3 separate regions of the Hordeum vulgare genome follow, and all the other regions are linked to region 2. The links are chromatin contacts, called in public Hi-C maps. All regions are on one chromosome and are shown on one strand. Each heading gives the region's core, a stretch centred on a gene start, on an enhancer-like site or on the middle of the called end of the contact. The rest is flanking DNA. Distances are from core to core; before and after follow the strand shown.

What was found. Hi-C and Micro-C count contacts between places; a contact is called where the count stands out from the background.
Region 1: a Hi-C map of leaf shows a contact between it and region 2, with 4 times the contacts expected there. The contact joins the promoter of LOC123405501 here to the enhancer-like site in region 2. A contact is called at or near these places in 3 of 6 Hi-C or Micro-C datasets (leaf and seedling) and 1 of 1 datasets of contacts at active chromatin or transcription factors (embryo).
Region 3: a Hi-C map of leaf shows a contact between it and region 2, with 4 times the contacts expected there. The contact joins two enhancer-like sites. A contact is called at or near these places in 3 of 6 Hi-C or Micro-C datasets (leaf and seedling).

Annotation. Positions count from the first base shown.
Region 1 is chr6H:475,280,807-475,284,756 of MorexV3_pseudomolecules_assembly, reverse strand. It overlaps LOC123405501 (fatty acid desaturase DES2), which reads right to left and starts at 2,192. Exons shown (of 2, transcript XM_045099164.1): 1 at 2,039-2,192.
Region 2 is chr6H:474,929,591-474,933,430 of MorexV3_pseudomolecules_assembly, reverse strand. No RefSeq gene overlaps it. Among protein-coding and RNA genes, the nearest start is that of LOC123405501, 350 kb to the left of the region's middle. Within about 2 kb of position 1,655, at least 2 of the 3 cell types and tissues checked have open chromatin away from gene starts, as enhancers often do. A contact at or near this core is called in leaf, where this site is marked.
Region 3 is chr6H:475,441,322-475,445,225 of MorexV3_pseudomolecules_assembly, reverse strand. No RefSeq gene overlaps it. Among protein-coding and RNA genes, the nearest start is that of LOC123405964, 72 kb to the left of the region's middle. Within about 2 kb of position 2,360, at least 2 of the 3 cell types and tissues checked have open chromatin away from gene starts, as enhancers often do. A contact at or near this core is called in leaf, where this site is marked.

The DNA.
Region 1 (3,950 bases), core at 943-3,442, 350 kb before region 2:
TATATGCGCCAGAAACTCGTTCAAAATGAGGACATATCCAGTAAGATAAGGCGATCAAATCCTACCAGACACACCTTGGACGGTCAAATATAAGCCATCCGCCATCTCTTCAAGGAGGACGCCAATATGGACGAATACGTCTCTCTCTCTCTCCCGCCCCTGTGCTACGACCACGACACATTCGGTCCGAGAACGCCGAGTCACCCACCAACCACCACCCTCTCAGTCTCGGGCACACACTTCCCCACCTCAGCTCGGCGCAGCAGTGGGCGACCGAGACCAAGGAACAGCAGTAAAACGAGATACCACGTTGAACATGGCGCATCTCCAGACGGTAGGTGGACTTTCAATTCAGATGCCATCAACAAAGTGCTAGTGATTTCCTTCTCGCTTTGAAGAGAGAAAAAGAAGTCCCACGGCCAAACCATAATAAAGCTCCGGATCGCGACGTTCAACTTTGCTGATTCAGGGCAATAAACCCAGCTTAGCTGATTGATTAGGACTTATTTTGCAGATTCGGGGCAGGCATTAAGCCTGGATTACACGCTGTAGGCGAGGAGGACCAGAGCGGGGGCAGCACATACAGGGCAAGTACAGGGCTGGCGTGGTGCTACTGCTATCCAAGTTTTTTTTTTTGAGGGGTACTGCTATCCAAGGTGGAAGAGGGCCATGGGCACCCAGATCTGCGCCTTTGTTCGTTTGTGCGCGTCCAGCTAGGCTGGACGTCTGCGGCCGGAAATACGAAAAAAAAAAGGTGGTGCAGGCCCGCCTTGTGGGTGTGGGCCTGGATCCGTGGAATATTGTGCAGCTCTGACCCACGCAGTCTTTTCTGTACCTTAGCGCAGGCACGCGGTCGTGGGGTGACGAAACGGAAAGGGACAATCGCCACCGTCCAGGCGCCGGCGACAGGATATCTGACGGGGTCGTGAATCACGATGACCTTTTCTAGGTCAGGAGCAGCAGCGCGCCAGCCGCCGCCGCCGCCGACGACATGCTGAAAGGAGCGGCCTAACTTTCTTTTTTTTTCCCTCTTCTTTCTTATGATAATATCCCAACGACATGGGCACGAGAAGCATATGGCTGAGGCTCCGCCTGCCGTGTTTCGCTGGACAAACGGATTTTTGTGTGTGCGTGTGTGTGTGTTTGCGATAACGGCTTGCCTCTTTGAAAACTGAAAGCTTGCGTGTTGTCAAAGGCCAATTAGTTTTGTTACGGCCTAATCAGTAATCACAGCTTTGTGATTCTGTTTCAAGTGATTGTGGATGGAAAGTGGTTCTCTCATCCTTGATCAAATCAAAAAGAAGAAACACATGGTGCTACAAATTTAGCGCGCCGGGGGTGAAGGGGAGGCAAAGGTAGGTAGCAGCTTTTCCAACGAAACTAACGGGAGCTGCCAAAAGCATGGCAGATTTTACGAATCTAAAATGAGTGCTAGCGGCGAAGGTGCAGGGATCAGGGCCCAAAAGGCGTACCGGAATATCTGGACACCGTCCGCACCAAAATCCTGCAGATCTGGTGGCAAGATGCAAACAGAGCCCGAGTTTGTAAATGTCAACGCTAACCAGAGGCGATCGATTGCCGTGGTGCCCGTCAGCAACCAGGAAAAGGGGTTGCGCTTTTGGATTTGGTACGCCGCTTCCCGATCTCCGCCTCGTTCGTTCGTTCGTTCCAATACTGCTCGCTGTTGCCTCCGGTGAAACCGTGCATGGGACACGCGCATTTCGCTGGGAATTCGGTCGGGGGTAGGTGCGGCGTCTAGCGGAGCAACGGATTGACGGACCGGTGGCAGGAATCAGGTGCGGCGGCAAAGGGGGGAGAAAACAGCAACCTGTCTGTCGAGCTCCTCTCACGGCGGCGCCGGCGGAGGCTCTACGAGGGGATACGGGACGCACGCGGCATGGCGCCCTGCCTGCTCGCCATTCCCGGCGGCTTAAAACGCCCGGAGAACCAAGCAGATTCCGCGCGAATCCGCACCGAAGAAAATGAATCTACTACCAATTGAGCCAGACAAGCGATGGATTCGGACGAATGGCGATACCTGGTAGGGGTGGTGGTGGTCGAGGCGGCGGATCGGGCGGACGGACACCACGCGAGCGAGCGAGCGCGCGCGCGCACCCTCACCGGCGCGTCTGCTCCTCTTGTGGACGGGACGAACGAGTGGTTTGTGCGGGGGGGAGGAGCAGGCCGCCTCCGAGTCCACCGGTGGGGGATGCTATTTAAAAGCGCCCCGTCCCCTCACGCGCGCCCACTGGCGTGCGGGTCCCGGGAGCCAGATGGGGCGCACTGACCCAAGAAATCTGGCCCCGTACACGTGTCGCGGTTTGTATCGCTCGTCTGAGGGGGCCGTGACCCGGATCTCGCATGGCGGGCCGTCGGCCGTCCGTTCGGGCCATCCGACGGTCCGGAGCCTGCCACCAGAATGGCGTGGGATTCACCACTAGATATAGTGCCAATTTTGTCCGTCAGCTGAGGCCTCCCCTGTACAGAAATACAGCAAACAGACCCCGTATGAAATATGCTTCCTTCGTTTTTTAAAATATAGGTTTTTTTATAAATTTTATTATAGACTACGTACGAAATAACATGAATAAATCTACACTCTATGAATGTCTATATACAAATCTTTAAAAAACTTATACTCCGACGAATGAAGTACATGTAAAGATTACAAAAACCATTGTTTTTGAATATTACGAAACATGTGATAATAATTATTAGTGGATGAAAAGGACCAAACACATGAAAATTTTGGTGAAAATATAATTATTAATTCATGGTAGAAACTTTCCTGCAAAACAATTATGGTATATATGTATGTTTATATCATGTTGTTGTAATTTAGTATAGAGTAGTATATAGAAGGGTGTAAACGAACTTAAATCATTATTATTATATCTAACTTGACAATTAGCCCTTTACTTACCGAGTTAGACACTTATCTTTGTGCGTGTGTATGTGTGTGTGTACATTTTCATAAAAGAAAGTTACATATATACATGCATTATTTATTCACATGTTTTTAATCTTGTTGAAATGAATTATCGCTCAATTACAATATCATATGATTCCTTGGGTTGGGAATGGCATGTTCAAGATGATAAATATATGTCGTTTGCATAAGAAATATTGCAAGGGCTTTTCTGTAGGCGGATTATTCTTTCTCATATCTATGCAACATACGGTACCCATATGTCAAGGCAACAAAAAATTATGTTGTTTTGAATGATTTGCATAGTTTATAGATTTGAAGGTAAAGTTTGAAGGTAAAGTGGGAAATATTGCCATCTGCGACCACTTCAAAATGCCATCAACAGCCAACCCCCTCCAAGGGAACGTTTGTGAGTTAGTATTTCCGTAAATAATAGGATCATGATATCATGCTATCATGTACTCCCTGTTTTCACAAATTTAAGATGTTTAGGGATAATCTCAACGGCGCCCATTTTTTTCTAAAAAGACATTTCACTCCTCGATTTCAAATTTCATCCCAACGTGATCCTCGCCGCACCCAATGTCTTCAATTCTAGGATGTCAATGTGCTCACGAGACATTGCTCCTCGCCAAGCGTGCCGACGTGCCTCGGCGCTCATCAGCGAGTATGTCGCTGCGCCCAGCGCTCATTGGTCAGCGCATAGTCGAGCTAGGTGCTCTGTCGAGCACGAGTCACCAAGCGCTCGTCATCGCGCTCACTAGGCGCTCATTGTTGCCGAGCACCAGACGCTCCTCGTTGCAAGTTGTAGCAACATTTTCCGGCAGCAATTTCCGTGAACCGGCAGTAGCAACATTTGGTGTGTGCATCACCAGCTCATATGCATCCACTACATCGACATCTCCGCTGCATCCTCTACATCATCGTCTCCTTTACAAATTTAGCCGTGAATTAGTCCCAACAACCGCTATTTATGCTTCTCCTCATCATCAGGAGCAGCAGCATGGTGCTCCTAGACCTG
Region 2 (3,840 bases), core at 406-2,905:
TGGAAAATATGTATAAATGTTGAATGTTGACCAAGCATATGAAAATGTCGAATGTGTATAGAGAAAATGTTCATCAGGTAAATGAAAAATGTATAAAAATGTAAAATATGTATGATACAATTTGATCATGTATATATGAAACAATTAATCAAGCATTTTAAAAAAGATGAAGAAACTATGGAAAAAGGGTAAGCAAGCATTAAAAAATGTTAAATGTGTATAAAACAATTCTGACCATGTATTAAAAAATGATGAGAAAACTGAGATCATGTATATAAAAGTATCAATCAAGCATTTGAAAAAAGGTTGAACAAGTATTTAAAAAATGGTAAATGTGTATAAAAGAAATGTTGAATATGTATTGAAAATATAATGCAATTTTTATCATAATTTTTATAAAGTAGTAATCAAGCATTTGAAAAAAGGTTTAAAGAATATTTGAAAAAATAATAATTAATCATTTAAGAAATGTTATTTATGTTTAGAAAATGTTAATCATGTGTTAAATTTTTTAATAATGCATATCAATATATTAATCGAGAACTTCAAAAATGTTAAATGTGCTCGCAAAAATGTTAAATATTTATTATAAATACTAATCTTGTACTTGGATAATCTTAATGAAGCATTTGACATTTTTTCAAAGGGTGTATAGAAAATGTACTGACTCTATATTCAAACATTGTTAATCTTGTATATGAAAATGTTAATAAATCATTTCGAAATATGTGTAAAAATGTTGACCATATTTAAACAAATATTAAATGTGTGTCAAAATAAAATGTTGTTAACGCACATGAGAACTGGAGAATAGAACCAGAAGAAAACAAAAAAAATTAACGGAAAAACAAAATTAAAAACAAATGTAAAAAAGAATTTAAAAAATTTAAAAACAAAGAAAATTAATGAAATTCAAGAAAGAAAGAAATAAAACCGAAGAAGGAAAGAGAAGCAAAAAAATCAATTTAAACCTACAGAAGCAAAAAAAAACAAATCACTAGAAACCGGGAAAGAAAGGAAGAAAACCGTGGAAGATGCTAAGAAAACAGAAAATAAATAAAAAGCAGTGAAAAAGCAAAGAGAATGAAAAACACATGGAACGAACCAACCCACCGGGTGGGCGGGCGAAGATCAAGGGGGAAAAACGAGATATAACTGGGCTAGCCCCGTCGCTACAACGCAAGGCAAAAAGCTTCACTCTACATTGTCGTATATGTCAAAATAAAGTGATCAGCATTTTCGGTATACACGTTCAACATTGTTCAAGCACTTATTCAACATTTTACGAAAACCTATTTAACATTTTCTAGTACTTATTCAACATTGTTAAAACACTTGTTCAACAATTTTTCAAATACAAGTTCAACATTTGTTTTCAAATGATGATTATTTTTTTATATACATGATCAATATTGTTTCAAATACCTATTCAATAGTATGCAAATACTTGCTCAAAAATTTCAAATAATTTTTCAACCTTTTCGAAATGTTTTAATAGAATAATTTTAGAGTCCGTACATTTGGAATATTTGAAATTCTAAACAAAGGTAGATAAACAGAAAATATTAAAAAAACGAAAACATGAGGTTATGACCTGCCGTGCTGGTGGTCGGGACATCTAGGTCCTTCCTCCAGCGATTACTCGCGTCATTTCCTATTTCGCGCCACCGGCAGCAGTTAACGTACATTATTATTAACTCGCATCTGTGGTGCTCTAACTGGACTGGTCCATGCAAGCGCTTGTGACATTTAAAAAAAACTTCTATAAACTTATTTGAATATCGACGAACTGTTTTTAAATTTCAAGAAACACTTTTGAAGATTGATGAACTGTTTTTAATATTGAAGAACATTTTTTAAATTTGATGAACATCTTTTGAAAATGGATGGACTTTGAAAACAATTATCAACTTTTTTACAATTCAACGAAGTTAGAAAAAAATGCATGAACTTATCTTAAATTTTTATGAACATTTTGAAATTTATTGAACTTTTTAAATATTGATTGAACTTTTCCGAAGTTGGATGAACTTTTTTTCATTTTCAATGAAATCTTTTTTCAACTTGATGACCTTTTCTCAAAATTGACCTTTGTTCAAGAAAATCAAATTTAAAATAGCCCCACATACTAGCAGCGCTGCAGGCGCTGGATCATTAACGGGCGCCCACACTAGAGTTGTGTCCAGTTTTTTTTTCTTTTTAATTTTCTTTGTTACGAAAACAATATAAAATCAAAATGATTTACAGATTACAATAAAGATTTTTTCATTTGATTTTTTTTTTCATATCTTTAAAAAAGGTACAATAATTTTGAGAAAAGTTAGTCACGTGGAAACTAATTTCACTGAAAATTTAAAACTAGTCAATGTATTTTTTTAAAAGATCACTGATCTAAAAAAAAGGTTCATAAACATTTAAAAGGTTCATCCATTTTCAGAATAATGTTCATCAAATTTCCAAAAAAGTTCATCAATATTCAAAAAAGTTCATCAATCTGAAAAAACATTCGTTGAAATTAAAAAAAATCATCTTATTCAAAAAAATTCATACAATTTTCGAAGAAAAAAGTCACAAACACCTATATGGCCCGGTGCAATTCGAATGCCACAGACGCCAATTAACAATTATACACGTTAACTTGCGCCTGTGATGCCAAATAGGAAATGCGTCCTAGCTGACGCTCGTTAGTGTCAAGCAGACAAAGGTTTCGATCAGATGCATGATCTCAACGGGCCGGCCCATTTGTTGGCGAGCAGATATATGATGAACAATTTTCCATATACACTGAACATTTTGTTTTGTGATATACGTTGAACATTTTTAGAATGTACATTGAACTTTTTATAATATAAGGTGAGCATTTTCCTAAAATACAATAAACAATTTTTAGTATGTCGTAAACTTTACATATAACACACATGAAAAACAGAAAAGTTACATGAAATAAAAAAACGAACGGAAAAGTAGACAAAAAATAATCAGAACAAATCTACTGAAAATCGCACAAAACATGTAACTGAAAGAAAAACTCCACAAAAGAAAAACTAAAAAAACGCAGAGAACAACGAAGGAAGCAGCAGCGAACCGAAAAGCAGGCGAATCCTATTCGTGGGCTGGCTCAAGCGGAGGTCGCCTCAGCAAAGGCACGACTTCTTGACGCTAGCAAGCATCAAATAGGATCAGCCATTGGGACTCCCCCAAACTATTTTTTTGGGGTTTCATTTTTTTTTGCGGGAAATAAAAGAAAATGAAAAGCCAAAGAAATAGTTGGGGGAGTATAGATCCTATTTTTTGGGGTTTTCATTTTCAAGTAGACTGATCTCAGGGTAGACACATTACAAATATTCGGGCCAATAAAATAAGACCGACGGCTCTAGTTATCGCCCGAAGGATCAAAAAATTGGGTATGCCTATGTCTTGTTGCAAGCTACACAGTAAGTCGTCTCCCTGAAGGCACCCACCATATTGGGCTTGTCCAGTACACACACAAGCCGGCAACACTTCTTGAATGTGATATTCCTTTGCATTCGTTTTTTTACTTACTTTTCAATTTCTGCTTATATTTCGAAATGTTCTGAGTATGTGTATTATAAAAATCATCTTGTATTTGAAAAAGTTAGTCATGCTGTAGAAAAATGTTACGTGTCAATAGAAAAAATATTTTAGACTTATACAAAGACTGCAATAGTAGATACTCCAATTCACGATTTATTTTAAAATGTTAATCACACATTAGAAAATGTTTCTATATACAAAATGTTCCCATCATAAATAAAATGTATTAAAAATGAACAATGCATATGAAAAACTAGAAGTAGAATACTATTATAATTTTCACTT
Region 3 (3,904 bases), core at 1,111-3,610, 510 kb before region 2:
GCCCTTAGTGGGCTGGTGGGACAGCCCAAAAGGGATCTATGCGCCAAGAAGAGAAAATCAAGAGAAAAAAAAAGGAGGAGGTGGGAAGGAAGGGGGACTCCCTCCCACCAAACCAAGTCCAACTTGGTTTGGGGGGGGAGTCCTCCCCCCTTGGACTCGGCTGACCCCCTTGGGGCTCCTTGAGCCCCAAGGCAAGGTCCCCTCCCTCCCACCTATATATACGGAGGTTTTAGGGTTGATTTGAGACGATTTTTCCACGGCAGCCAGACCACGTACCTCCACGGTTTTTCCTCTAGATCGCGTTTCTGCGGAGCTCGGGCGGAGCCCTGCTGAGACAAGGTCATCACCAACCTCCGGAGCGCCGTCACGCTGCCAGAGAAGTCTTCTACCTCTCCATCTCTCTTGCTGGATCAAGAAGGCCGAAATCATCGTCGAGCTGTACGTGAGCTGAACGCGGAGCTGAGCTCTCCGTCTCTCTTCCTGGATCAAGAACAGGCGGCCACGCATGGGCCGGCCCAAATAGGTGTGCTGCATCGTTTTCCAATGCCCAGAGCGTAATATAGGAGGTGCCTACATGGGCCGGCCGAGTGCGATGATTTTCCTGTTTGAAACATTTTCTATGACTTATAAGTGGCAATTGTGGGTAATTTTTATCAACTTTATGGGCAATGTTAATGACGAGCGATAGAAACACTAATTACTTTATTAGTAGGTAAAGATAAGGAGCAATTCCTCATAACCTGGTCATGTGGATACCTCTTAATATGCACGCTGAGTGTTGGGAAAAGATTGCAGTGCGCACCCCCTATCTCCCACACGCAACATGGGCCGACCGAAGTATAAATTTTGTATTTCCTAAAATTTTGAGATTTTGAAAATATCTTCACAAATGCAATAAATATTGAATATTTTATAACAAATTAAGAATTCAAAAAATGGTCCAAAATTCAAAAAAAATCGAGCAATTTCAAATTTGATAAAAAACTATGTATTTTGATGAACGAAATTTGATTTTTTGTAACATCATTTTTTTTGCCGAAAAGAATTAAAAGTCCATGAATATTATTACGAAATTGACAAAAATATTTTGAATCCAAGAATAATTTTTCCTTATTTAAAAAGGGGGTATTCAAAAAAAGTTTAAAATTGATTCATAAAATTATGCACAAGATTCAAAACATTTGGCACATTCGGGAAAAGGATCTCAATTCTAAAAGACTGAACATTTTCTAAATATTTATGAACAAATTTGGATTTTGAAAGAACATTTTAAATTTTGACAAACATTTTACATTTGTCATGAGCAAATTTAAATTCAATGTATGTTTTTGAATTCGATGCACATATTTCGGAATAGAAATATATTAGATTTCGATAGTCATTTTGAAATGCATTAAACATTTTTTTAAACTCGTGAACCTTTTTTGAATTGGACATATTTTGGTTTCAACGTACATATGTTGAATTTCAACAAAAGATCACTGTTGTCAAAAAACTGTTTCCGGATTTCAGAAAATGTTAATCAATTTTGAAATAAAAAATGGAAAAGAATTGATAAAAGATAAGAAAAATGATAATGGAAACAGAAAATAAAACTGAAAACTAAAGTATAAGGAAAAAATAAAAGGAGAAAAAGACCAACAAAATGGAACGGCTACTTGGACCGGTTCAAACCTATGCAGCATGGAGCGGGGGTTGCGTGAGCGGTCTCTAATTAGCGACCCGCGCGCCAAATAAGATTTGTCAGTCATGTGGGCGAAAGATAGAAAGTGTGGGCCCATCTGCCACCTACAGTAAATCCGCAGCAACTATATCTTGCGTGAGGCGCGTTTGAAGGGAAAAACCTATTTAGCTTCACAGGCGCCGGCTAAAGGCAAAAATTGCTAACCGGCACATGCAGCGCTTCGAAATGGGCCGGCCCATGAAGAAATTTTTCATGAACTTATTTTAGCCCGTTAAATTTTTTGAAAATTGATATTTGTTTTTTGAAAATTCGCGAACATTTGTGAAAATCGATGAACATAATTTAAAATTCATGATCTTTTTTAGAAATCGGTGAACTATTATTTAAAAATGATGGACGTTTTTCAAAATCAGTGAACTGTTTTAAAAAAATGATAAACTTTTTTCAAAATCGAAGATTTATTTTTTGAATGCAGTGAACTTTTTTAAAATCTATGAACGTATTTTTAAAAAGTAGGTGAATGTCTTCATAATAATTGAACTTTTTTTGCATATCTAAACTTTTTTAAATTCTATGAACTTTTTCAAAATAAATTAACGACCAATGCTTTTACATGGGCCGGCCCATAAAAATGGGCGCTGCAGAATCTGTTTTCCCTAACAGGCGCTGAAAGCGCCGAATAGGAGGTCCCCGATTGAAGGATCACACACTGAATACTCTACACTAATCGTGTCGGCCCATTCGCGCTCACACATAGTAAAAGAAAAAACGCGAAGAGTTGGATCAAATCACTAATTAAGGAATAACCTTTCAAAGACACTTTCACCTTCTCAGGTTGTGACAGTGGCACACTGTATGAGTGTCACTTGTCATAGCCTGAGAATTTTTATTTTTTTATAGATTTGTATTTTTAAAATGTTTATCTCCTAAATTGTGCGTTCAAATCTCGAATCGTTTTCATCGGCGTCGAGATTTTTCAAACTAGATTTCATGTTGATAGGTTTTAACGAATCTTTTTTTCATGCAAAAAAACGGATAAAAAAAACAGTGGCTCTCGTGATAGGAAAAAACAGAAAATACATTTTTTGTGTTTTTTCCTTTCCGAGAGGCATGACCGTGTCTCTTACGAAGGTAAAATCATGCCACTTGCGGAAACAAAATCGTCCCTCTCACTAAAAAGCGTTTTTTTTTCTTTTTTCGAGTGGTACGTACGTGTCACTCACGAAGAAAAAACCGTGCCTTTTATGAAAAAACGCGTCTTTTTCGGCACGGCCGTGCCTCTCGCGAAGGCAAAATCATCCCTCCTACGAAAGCAAAACGGTGCCTCTCGTGGAAGCAAAACCGTACATCTCGCAAAAGAAAAAGAAACACGTTTTTTTCGTTTTCGAGAGGCACGGTCGTGGAAGCAATACCGTGCCTCTAGCAAAAAAAAATGTTTTTTCATGCAAAAAAAATTAAAAAAAATCTTCAAAAAGCTAAGAAAGACCAGTGAATACCGAAATATAAAAAATTCAAAAAAAGCAATCTCAAAGACAGAAAATGCGTGCGAAAAAACAAAAAATTGAAATTAAAAAAGACCTCAGAGCGTGACACGTAACGGCGACTAAAAACGCGCCAAACGACGACGCGAAAGGCTGCTTGCGGCGAGGTTTCCGAAAAAATGTTCGCTAACTAATGCCTTCCTTTGTCGAAATCATTGTCTCCTGGGTTACAGAACCCGTGTGACAACCAGAGAAGGCATTGGTTCGTGATAGAGTAGCAGGATGATGGAACTTAACTTCTAATCAGTCGTGTTTTCTTTCGTTTGTTTTTTCTCTGTTTTCGTTGGTTAGTTTTTACTTTTCTTTCTTTTTTCTTTGGTTTACGTTATTTCTCTCGGTTGTCACTTGTTTTTTTTCTTTAGTTCTTTTTCTCGTTTCTCATCGGTTTCTATGCTCTTTTTTTTGTTTCTTCTGTTTTTTGATTGGTTTTCTTATTTCTTGTATTTTGTTTTTCATTTTTCTCTCCTTATTTATCATTAGATTTTCCTTCTACATTTTCAGATATGTCAACAACAATTTTCTAATACACGTTTAAAAAATTCAATACAATTTTTTATATTTTTTGAATACATGGTCAAATGCTTGATTCATAGTTTTCAAATACAAGGTTAACTTTTTTATAAATATATGGTTAACATTTTTCCTATACACGTTTTAGAAAATTTCAAATTCTTGATTA